3 separate regions of the Sus scrofa genome follow, and all the other regions are linked to region 3. Evidence: chromatin contacts called from public Hi-C and HiChIP or PLAC-seq data. All regions are on one chromosome and are shown on one strand. The core of a region is the stretch at or near the end of the contact, and the rest is flanking DNA. Distances in the headings are between cores, read along the strand shown. Region 1 holds the start of GORAB (RAB6-interacting golgin). Region 2 holds the start of SPIDR (DNA repair-scaffolding protein). Region 3 holds the start of SCYL3 (protein-associating with the carboxyl-terminal domain of ezrin).

Region 1 (2,700 bases), core at 91-2,590, 540 kb after region 3:
ATTAGATGGAACTAGATGGCTGATGCCTGAAAATGGAGAACTGAATTAACTATCAGACTAGTACTGATCCCCATCTATTATTTCGGAGCTAGATAATCTTAATTTTTTTTTTTTAGTTTAAGTTCAAAAACTGGATGAAGCTGTCTCCTTCCAATCCTTTTGGATGACATTTTAACTTTTAAATGCTAGGGAAAATGAGTCCACATTTAAAATGAAGTGTTTGTGGACACCTATATTTCAAAAATCCTTTTAGAGTATAAAAGCTTAAAAGTTACAAAGAGAATTCCAAACATCCCATCTTCTAATCACCTATTTAAGTCTCAAATACTCATTACAAATCGTTTCTTAGTAAGTATTTTATTTTTAGCCTACTCCTTTATTCTGTTTTAAAATATTGGCACACTAAAGCCAAATGCCACCCATGGGATTTTTAAATGTAAGCCAAAATAACTGTGTTTTAAAATGCAAAACAGTGAGAAGAGAAATCTGAAAAATTAAATAAGTGGTTTCTTTTAAATCATCCTGACTATATGTACTTTAACAACGCTCGCATTTTTAAATCTCTGAAATATTGCTTAAAATGAGAAATTGATAGGTCTTACTAGTACATTGCAATCGGGATTCCAAGCGGGAGAAGCCTAAGAAATGTTTTCCCATCCCCCAGTAGCGACATTTTACATTGTCTTCTCTGAACGGAAAAACAGACAAAAGACCACTTTTAACGAAAGAAATTTTGACATCCCTTAGGAGAGAGATTACAGATTATCGATAATGATTCACAAAACATCAAAGAACCAACACCCAATTAACAGAAACCGGGAGACGCTACAGCCTGCGGGACAACTAGCTATGCTGTCAAACGTGTCTGTTCCTTTTCCACTATTAAGCCCCATCCTCTGAAATCATTCTCTCTAATTAGATAATAAATCTGAGTGTGCTTGAGTCGACCTGCAGATGCTTTCAGTGCAGTCTTGTGAGAAACCTCTGCAGGCCCGAAGTACAAACATCCAAGACCACCAGGTAGAAGGCTCCGCCCCAGTAAATTTACGGAGAGCCCCGCTTGACAGTTAAGTCCTCCGACTCGTAGCCTCTTCTTCACTGCCTGTTTATTTCCACCCTTATTCCTACCGCTATTTCCCTCTATATCTTGAAGAGATAATTTACAACGAACATAGGAGATAGGGGGAAAGAGCAGAGCCAGGTCAGTGGAAAAGTATGTCAGTGAGGCCAAGATTTCCTTAGGTAGTTTATCTGGCATTGCCGGAGACAGCCGGGAAGGGAGCCGGGCCTTGAGGCAGGGAAGGGGGGCTTTGTGCCCAGAGCTCAATGCGCTGATTGGTTGGTCAGCTGCAGGCCGGGGAAGAACCCGGATGTGCCTGGGCCGTCGTGTTGGCAGTCGGGGCTCTGAAGTCTAGGTGCTCAAGGTGTGCCGGCGGACCAGGCGGATGGCGCAGGGTTGGGCCGGCTTCTCTGAGGAGGAGCTGAGGCGATTAAAGCAGACTAAAGGTAACGGGACGGGTCTGTAGAAGTTTAGGTCTTGGGTCTGTTAAGGGGAAGGGGCGGGGCTGCGGTTTTTGAGGGGGAAGGTGGCGGGGGACAGGGTTCTGGGTGTTAGGGAAAGACAGAATTGAGGGGGACTTAGAGGTGGAAGTACTTGAAGTCACAGCTGGAGAAGCAGGGCACTGGGATCAGTTTTTTAAAAAGAGAGTTCAGGAATCTGTTTCAGAGATTTAACTTTTTCCTGTGAAAAGAATGGGACTTGGGAGAGGAAATGCAATAGGAAGATTGCTGCATAGATCAATGGTTGGAGGTTTGGGGTCAGGATAAAGGAAGGACGGGTACCTAGCATATTAGAATTTTGATAAATTTATAGAAGCAGGCAACGATTGGGAAAAAGGGAACACAGTGGTCTGAATAAATGCAAAAAGTAAGTGCTTTTCGTAGTACATTTGGAATCTTGCATTCACTTCTGCTTGCCAGATGATTTTTTCCAACTCTTAAGAGTCACCAAACCAAAAGGGCCTTTGAGATGTTAGATGTGCCATATATATATAAATATAAATATATAAAATGACTTGGGCATAAGCTAAAATTTTGTGCTTCCTTTTTCAGCTTTATAGCTTAATATCTGAATGGACTTGTACTATTTTATCTTTTAATGAAGAAATTTGATGATACTTAATGAGATACTCTTGATAATATAAACTGTATTTTGTGATTGAAATTTCATAAAGTTCTGTATGGTGATCCTGGTAGTGGACAACCACTTAGTGCACCTCCCATCTGTGATCTTACACCACTCTTTGTATCATACCTTATATACTCTGGGAGAAAATTAAGTAAGCCCCGCCTTTTCTTAGAGTTTGTTGGAATGTTGGATGTTGCTCAGGTAAGCTTGTACATTTTTAGCATGGTTGTGAAAATAATCTAGGGCTGACCAGTGGAAAAGGAAGTACATTTATAATGTAAGGCCAATGTAGATCATATAGATTGAGGACATTTTGACTGGTCCAGAGGCCTTTAAAAACTATATCATAAAAGTTAAACCACTGTGTGTAATTGACTGTCATTCCCATTTTCAGATGTACAGAGTACTAATACCCTTGTTTCTGGTCTGACCCAGAGTTACAGATATCAGCTCCTGTATTAGCAATGCTGATATGAACAAGGCATCATCTCTGCTTTCAAAGAGCTTATAGT
Region 2 (2,700 bases), core at 91-2,590, 940 kb after region 3:
GAGGTAATAATAGCAAATCTTTGGGGAGTCCCTGGCAGAGGCTCGATATTCTAAATCCTAAACTACCCACATTTAGAACCAGTTTATCTTATTCTAAGTGTTGACAGGAACATTATTAGTAAGGTCTACCTCAAGCTAATACTTTTTTTTTTTTTCGGTGATTGCAGTTATCTTACTTTATACTAAGCAGTTGTGGCTTAGGCACTGGAACTCAAACACAATATGGTGAAAGAATAGGCACCAGGGAGGAGAAAAAGACTGAAAACGGCTAAATTGCAAAACACAAAAGTGCTTTTGCAGCAAAAGACCAAAACCCCACTTCTGCCATACTTGTGAGGGTACCAATGGGAACCCTTCCCTCCTGCCCTGGCTGACGCTTTTCACCTTAAATCACGGTGTTAGTTTTCTCTACCACAGACATATCTTTATTAGTGAATACTCCTTCCCTATGACATTGTAACCTAATTCCCTTTATACTCTGTCCTTCCCATTGCATTCCGTTTTGAATCTACTCTCCAAATGCTGGGACACTTAAGCAAACTGGCTTGCAGGGTCTAAGGAAGGGAACAGCCTTTGGTTCTCAAAGTGAGGCAGGACGGCGTTACCTGGGAACTCATCAGAAATGCAGGTTCTCCGGCCTCACTCCGGACCCTAGGAGTCTAAGACCTAGTCACCGGTTATAACAAGTCCCACAGGGATTCTGGCGTCTCTGAACTTGAAAATTTCTTGTTTGCATACTAACCCCCTTATCTCCCAGCAGGTGGGGAAATAGCACCCCTATCTCGGGTTATTTACGGCTGCAACCATTCCTTAAGTATCGATTGTTGAATTCATAGCCCACTTTGGGTTATCACTTATTTTTATTAAGGCGAGTCCTTGCCTAACAAAACACAATATGTACGAGCCTTATCTGAAAAACAGCGCGCGGACTTTTAATAGCTCCCAAGGCGGCGCTTCGGCCTGTCCAAGGGGCGCTCCGCAGGACTCACCTCCAGGTATAGGTAGGAGGAGTACCGCAGCAAACCTTGATCCAGACCTGGCGTCCCTACCGAGTTCCCAGCGGCCAACCGGGTGCGGGGGGCGGGGGTACTAGAGGAAACTACACTCCAGCGGGAGCAACAGCCTAGCACAGCGCGCGCTGCTGCGCAGCGCGTCGGGAGGGCGGTGCGCCCGAAGAATCCCCTCCCCCAATCCGAGGTCCAGCCAATCACAACGTGCGGTGCCGCGCGGCGCGTCGGAAGGGCGGTGCGCCCGGAGAGTCCCCACCCCCAGACTGAGGGCTCACCAATCACAATGTGCGATGCGGCGCGGCCCGCCTGGGGGGCGGTACGTCTGGAGAGCCCCTGCCCTCAGCCCGAGGCCCTCCAATCGTAGCGCGTGGTGCGGCGCGGCGCGCCGAATTGGTGCGGTGGTGAGCAGCTTTCCGGCTCCCTGAGGGGTGGTGCGCTCTTGAGGACGCGGCGTGCGGGGACATGCCCCGCGGCGGCGGTTCGCGCGGCCCGAAGGTAGGCTTTGGGCGTGTGGGTGCCGCCTCCTCCGGGTAGGCCAGGGGTCTGTGGCGCCCGTAGTGTGGAAGCGGCCCGCGTCTGAGGCAGAGCGGGAGGAGCCGCTCTCTTGGAGGGCGGCGGTCGCGGGCGTGGGGCGACCGGGGCGGGTCAGAAGGGCCGTGTGGTTTGAACCTCCCAGGGTTCGGCCGGTCTCTGCCGGTCGCACCCCGGCAGCGGCGGCGGCGTCCTGGGTCCGCGAGGGGCTGCGTCCCCGCCGGGTCTGCGCCACGTCGCCTCCCCTGGCCCTTCAGCCTTTGGCGCGGGGTCCGTGTGGGGAGCCTGGTTCGGAGTGTAAGTGCCCTTGGCGCTTCGAAAGCTGTTTCTGAGCTCCTTGCTTACGAATATGCTTGTCTCATCTGACCGAAAACTTATCAAAGCAGACACTGCTTCCTTTCTTGACTCCGCTCCTTTTACCAAAAAACCATCTGAAAGAATAGTCCGTGTATGGCTCAGCCCCCTTGTCACTACCGTATCTCCTCGCTTCTGGGATACCACTGAGTGAGTGTCACACACCTTGCCAGTTTTATAACCACTTTAGGGAGGAAAAGAAGCCTATGACACGCATACCTGTAGATTGTGGGCTACATCCTGATTTTAGACATAGGAAAAGTCCAGGAAATATACATATATATACATACATACATATATATATGTGTGTGTATATATATATATATATATATATATATTTTTTTTTTTTTTTTTTTTTTTTTTAGGGCCTCACCCATGGCATGTGGAGGTTCCCAGGCCTGGGGTCTAATTGGAGCTACAGCTGCCGGCCTATGCCACAGCCGCTCGGGATCCAAGCCGCGTCTATGACCCACACCAGAGCTCACCGCAACCTCGGATCCTCAACCCACTGAGTGAGGCCAGGGATGGAACGCACAACCTCTTGGTTCCTGATCAGATTTGTTGCCGCTGCGCCCCGCTGGGAACTCCCAAGGAAGCATATTGAACTGTTCAATCCAATATAACATTGGTCATTGTAGCATTTGACGTATTTGCCACCTGCTTCTCTTTCTGTCTTGCAACTGCTCATTTACTTCTCTTTACTGTCTTCCTGCGGGTTCTAACTTTTGACCTTGTGCTTTTTTACCTCTTTACAAGTTTGTTCTGGGCAATCTCATACATTGATGATGATTTTCAGATCTGTATT
Region 3 (2,700 bases), core at 119-2,618:
ATTGGGAGTTCAAAGGGCACCGTGTATTGATTCGTATTCTGCCATCTGGTGATAACAGTACTTCAGACCCTTTGCTTTGATCTCTTTCACATATACATTCCTTAAACTCAGTCCAGCAATACATAATGAAGCCTTTATGGACCAAAAGAACTACGTATGATTTCAGCTAAGACATGGGATGTTATGTGGGTATGCATAAAAAAATACTTAAAAATAGTAACAGGGATTCCAAAATTCAGGACTCACATGGTTTCCTATAAATGATTTTCCGGGAAATGTTTCATCTTTATTCTTAACAAAAAGCACTACCCAAAGACAGGAGCCAACTGGCCTCTGGGGGCCTGGCACTGGTCTTGGATCGAAAATGAAGGCAGCATCCAGCGCGGGGAACCCTAGGCTCCCGCGGCTTGGCCACGCAGCCTCCGGCACAGTCCCGGCCCGCCGCGCACACTCGCCCTGCCCGCTGCGAGGAGGGCGGCCAGGGGGCTGGGGCAGGGGAGCGGGGGTCCAACCGCGACTCCTCGGGACCACTGAGGGGCAGGGGCGGCAGTCCTGTGACGCTGGCCCCTCACCTTCCACACCTGCCCGCGAGGCGAAACTCCTTCGCTTCCTTCGAAAGCTCCGGCCGCCAGCGCCGCACCGGGCGGGGGTCGCCCGGGAAGCCCAGGTTAGCAGGGCGCCCCACATTCAGCAAGGAGAGGCTGCGCGGAGCCGGAGTGCAGAGCTCAACCGGCAGCGGCGCCGCGCCGAGCTCGCCCCCGAGCGGGCCCCAAGCGCGGACCCGAGATCGGGGCGCGCGCGCCCACCGCCTCGCACCCGGCCCGGCCCCCTCCCCCGCGGCCCAGGCCCGCACTGACGGAGGACGCCGCGTGGGGCTCCCTGTTACCTGCGGGAGGGCGGCGGGGGAGGCGGGCGAGGGTCTTGGCTCCGGTCCCCTCTTCGCCCCCTGTTGACACCAACCACCCTCACCTCCCCCGTGACGCTCTGGCCACTACACCCACAATCTTCTGAGGTCTGGTCCCTCCGGCACCATAGAGACTGTCCGGAAGCCGGATAGAATGCCAGCCTTCAGCCCTCCAACACCACCACTGAAGCGAAGGAACCCGGAACCGAGATAGAGCGGCCGCGAGGGTGATTCTCAAGCTGGTGCCATCTTGAGTGTGGGCGCCGGTGCCGACTCCGCCGTTCACTCTCTGTGCCCGCGGCCTAGTTAGTCCGTGAAGGTGACTGCTTTCTTGGGCCTTAAGTTTAACGTGCAAATATGGCTTGATTTTAATTTTCAGGCTTTTAACCGCACAGTTTGAACTGCATTTCCGCCCAAATCTAAAATGGCCGTCCGCCGCCGCCTTGGACAAATAGGAAAGAGGCGGGCGGAGAATAGGAGCACTGTGGAAATTGGAGAGGACTTTCGGAAGAGTGACGTAGCTCACCCCAAAGCCCTGATTGGCTGTGCTGTGTGGGCCGAGTAGCGCGGGTCCGCGGCTGAAGCTGGCGGAGGTTGATGTGATTGCCGCTGAAGCCTTTCAGGCAGAAGATGCGAAGTTACAGTTAATTCTGCAAGGAGTCAAGTTAGGACTCTTAATAGTACTTATTATTAATATTAATCGTTGCTACTTAATAGCGTGTTGTGGAATAAAGAATATACGTGATAGTTTTAAAACTACATGATTCCAACCAAGTTTTTTTCTGTTATCTTGCATGTGACTTAGTAGTAGTTATTATCATCGCTGGTTTTTAACGTTTCTACTACCTAACAGTTGACAGCTAAGTCATTTGATCACCTAAAAATTTTTAATTCTTTTTGGTCTATAGCAATATGGACAAGGACCCCACAATTTCTTTACCCGATTAAATAAAAGCAAATATCAGACCAAACTTTGTCCCTTATTCAGAAATGAGTATTTATTAGAAAGTAGACACAAATAGTATTTTATCTGTCCTGTTAAGTTATTGAAGATCGAGCTCTGTCCTACGTCAGCACTGTCCTATGGAAATACAATTTGAGTCACATACGTCATTTTAAATTTTCCAGTAACCACATTAAAAACAGTAAAAACTCTGAGGTGAAGTTAATATTATATTTTAACACCTATCCAGAAGATAGGTGTTTTGTTTAGTCTTTTTCTTTCACCATTCCTCTCATTCCTTTTTTTTTTTTTTTTTTGCCTTTTTTTAACACCTATCCAGAAGATAGGTGTTAAAATATAATAAAAAATTATTAATGGGATATTTTACATTTTTTGTACTGTCTTTAAAATCTGATGTGTATTTTTTACAATTTAAACTAGCCATATTTCAGTGCTCAAAAGTCACTTATAGATAGCAACTATAGTATGGGGGGTGCCATTCTAGAAAGTTGAGAAGCAGAAGTAGAGGGCTGCAGAGGTAGGATTCTGTTATGGTAGGATTCTGTTATCATAGTTATTCTCAGCATCTGGCAACCAGAAATCTTCCAGGACCAATAGAGATGAAACCTTAGATGGCATCTCTAAAGGCTGAGGACTCAAATTTTTAGACCATGTTTATTCAGGAGTGGAGATCATTCTCTGAGACCTCATCTCTAGTATTCATCATAACTAATAAGCTGATACTGGTGCCAGAAAGATGATACTGGAATCCGGGTTCTCGTTCAAGGTGGTGGAAGGATGACCTCCAGGAACACACAGGCAGCAATCAATGTCTTTATTAAAGGAAAGCTGA

Evidence for each region. A called contact is a pair of places that touch in the nucleus more often than the background predicts. HiChIP or PLAC-seq counts read pairs in DNA pulled down with a chosen protein or histone mark.
Region 1: a contact with region 3 is called in an H3K27ac HiChIP or PLAC-seq map of alveolar macrophages. The contact joins the promoter of GORAB here to the promoter of SCYL3 in region 3. A contact is called at or near these places in 1 of 5 promoter capture datasets (liver) and 2 of 2 datasets of contacts at active chromatin or transcription factors (alveolar macrophages and skeletal muscle).
Region 2: a contact with region 3 is called in a Hi-C map of liver, with 6 times the contacts expected there. The contact joins the promoter of SPIDR here to the promoter of SCYL3 in region 3. A contact is called at or near these places in 1 of 47 Hi-C or Micro-C datasets (liver) and 1 of 2 datasets of contacts at active chromatin or transcription factors (skeletal muscle).

What each region holds. Positions count from the first base shown.
Region 1 is chr4:80,589,349-80,592,048 of Sscrofa11.1, reverse strand. GORAB (RAB6-interacting golgin) reads left to right here and starts at 1,340. Exons shown (of 5, transcript XM_021089423.1): 1 at 1,340-1,506. The coding sequence starts at 1,446.
Region 2 is chr4:80,189,384-80,192,083 of Sscrofa11.1, reverse strand. It overlaps SPIDR (DNA repair-scaffolding protein), which reads left to right and starts at 1,340. Exons shown (of 20, transcript XM_021090636.1): 1 at 1,340-1,505. The coding sequence starts at 1,473. It overlaps LOC106510093 (a long non-coding RNA gene), which reads right to left and starts at 1,195. Exons shown (of 3, transcript XR_002343696.1): 1 at 990-1,195.
Region 3 is chr4:81,132,703-81,135,402 of Sscrofa11.1, reverse strand. It overlaps SCYL3 (protein-associating with the carboxyl-terminal domain of ezrin), which reads right to left and starts at 1,368. Exons shown (of 14, transcript XM_001927973.6): 1 at 887-1,368.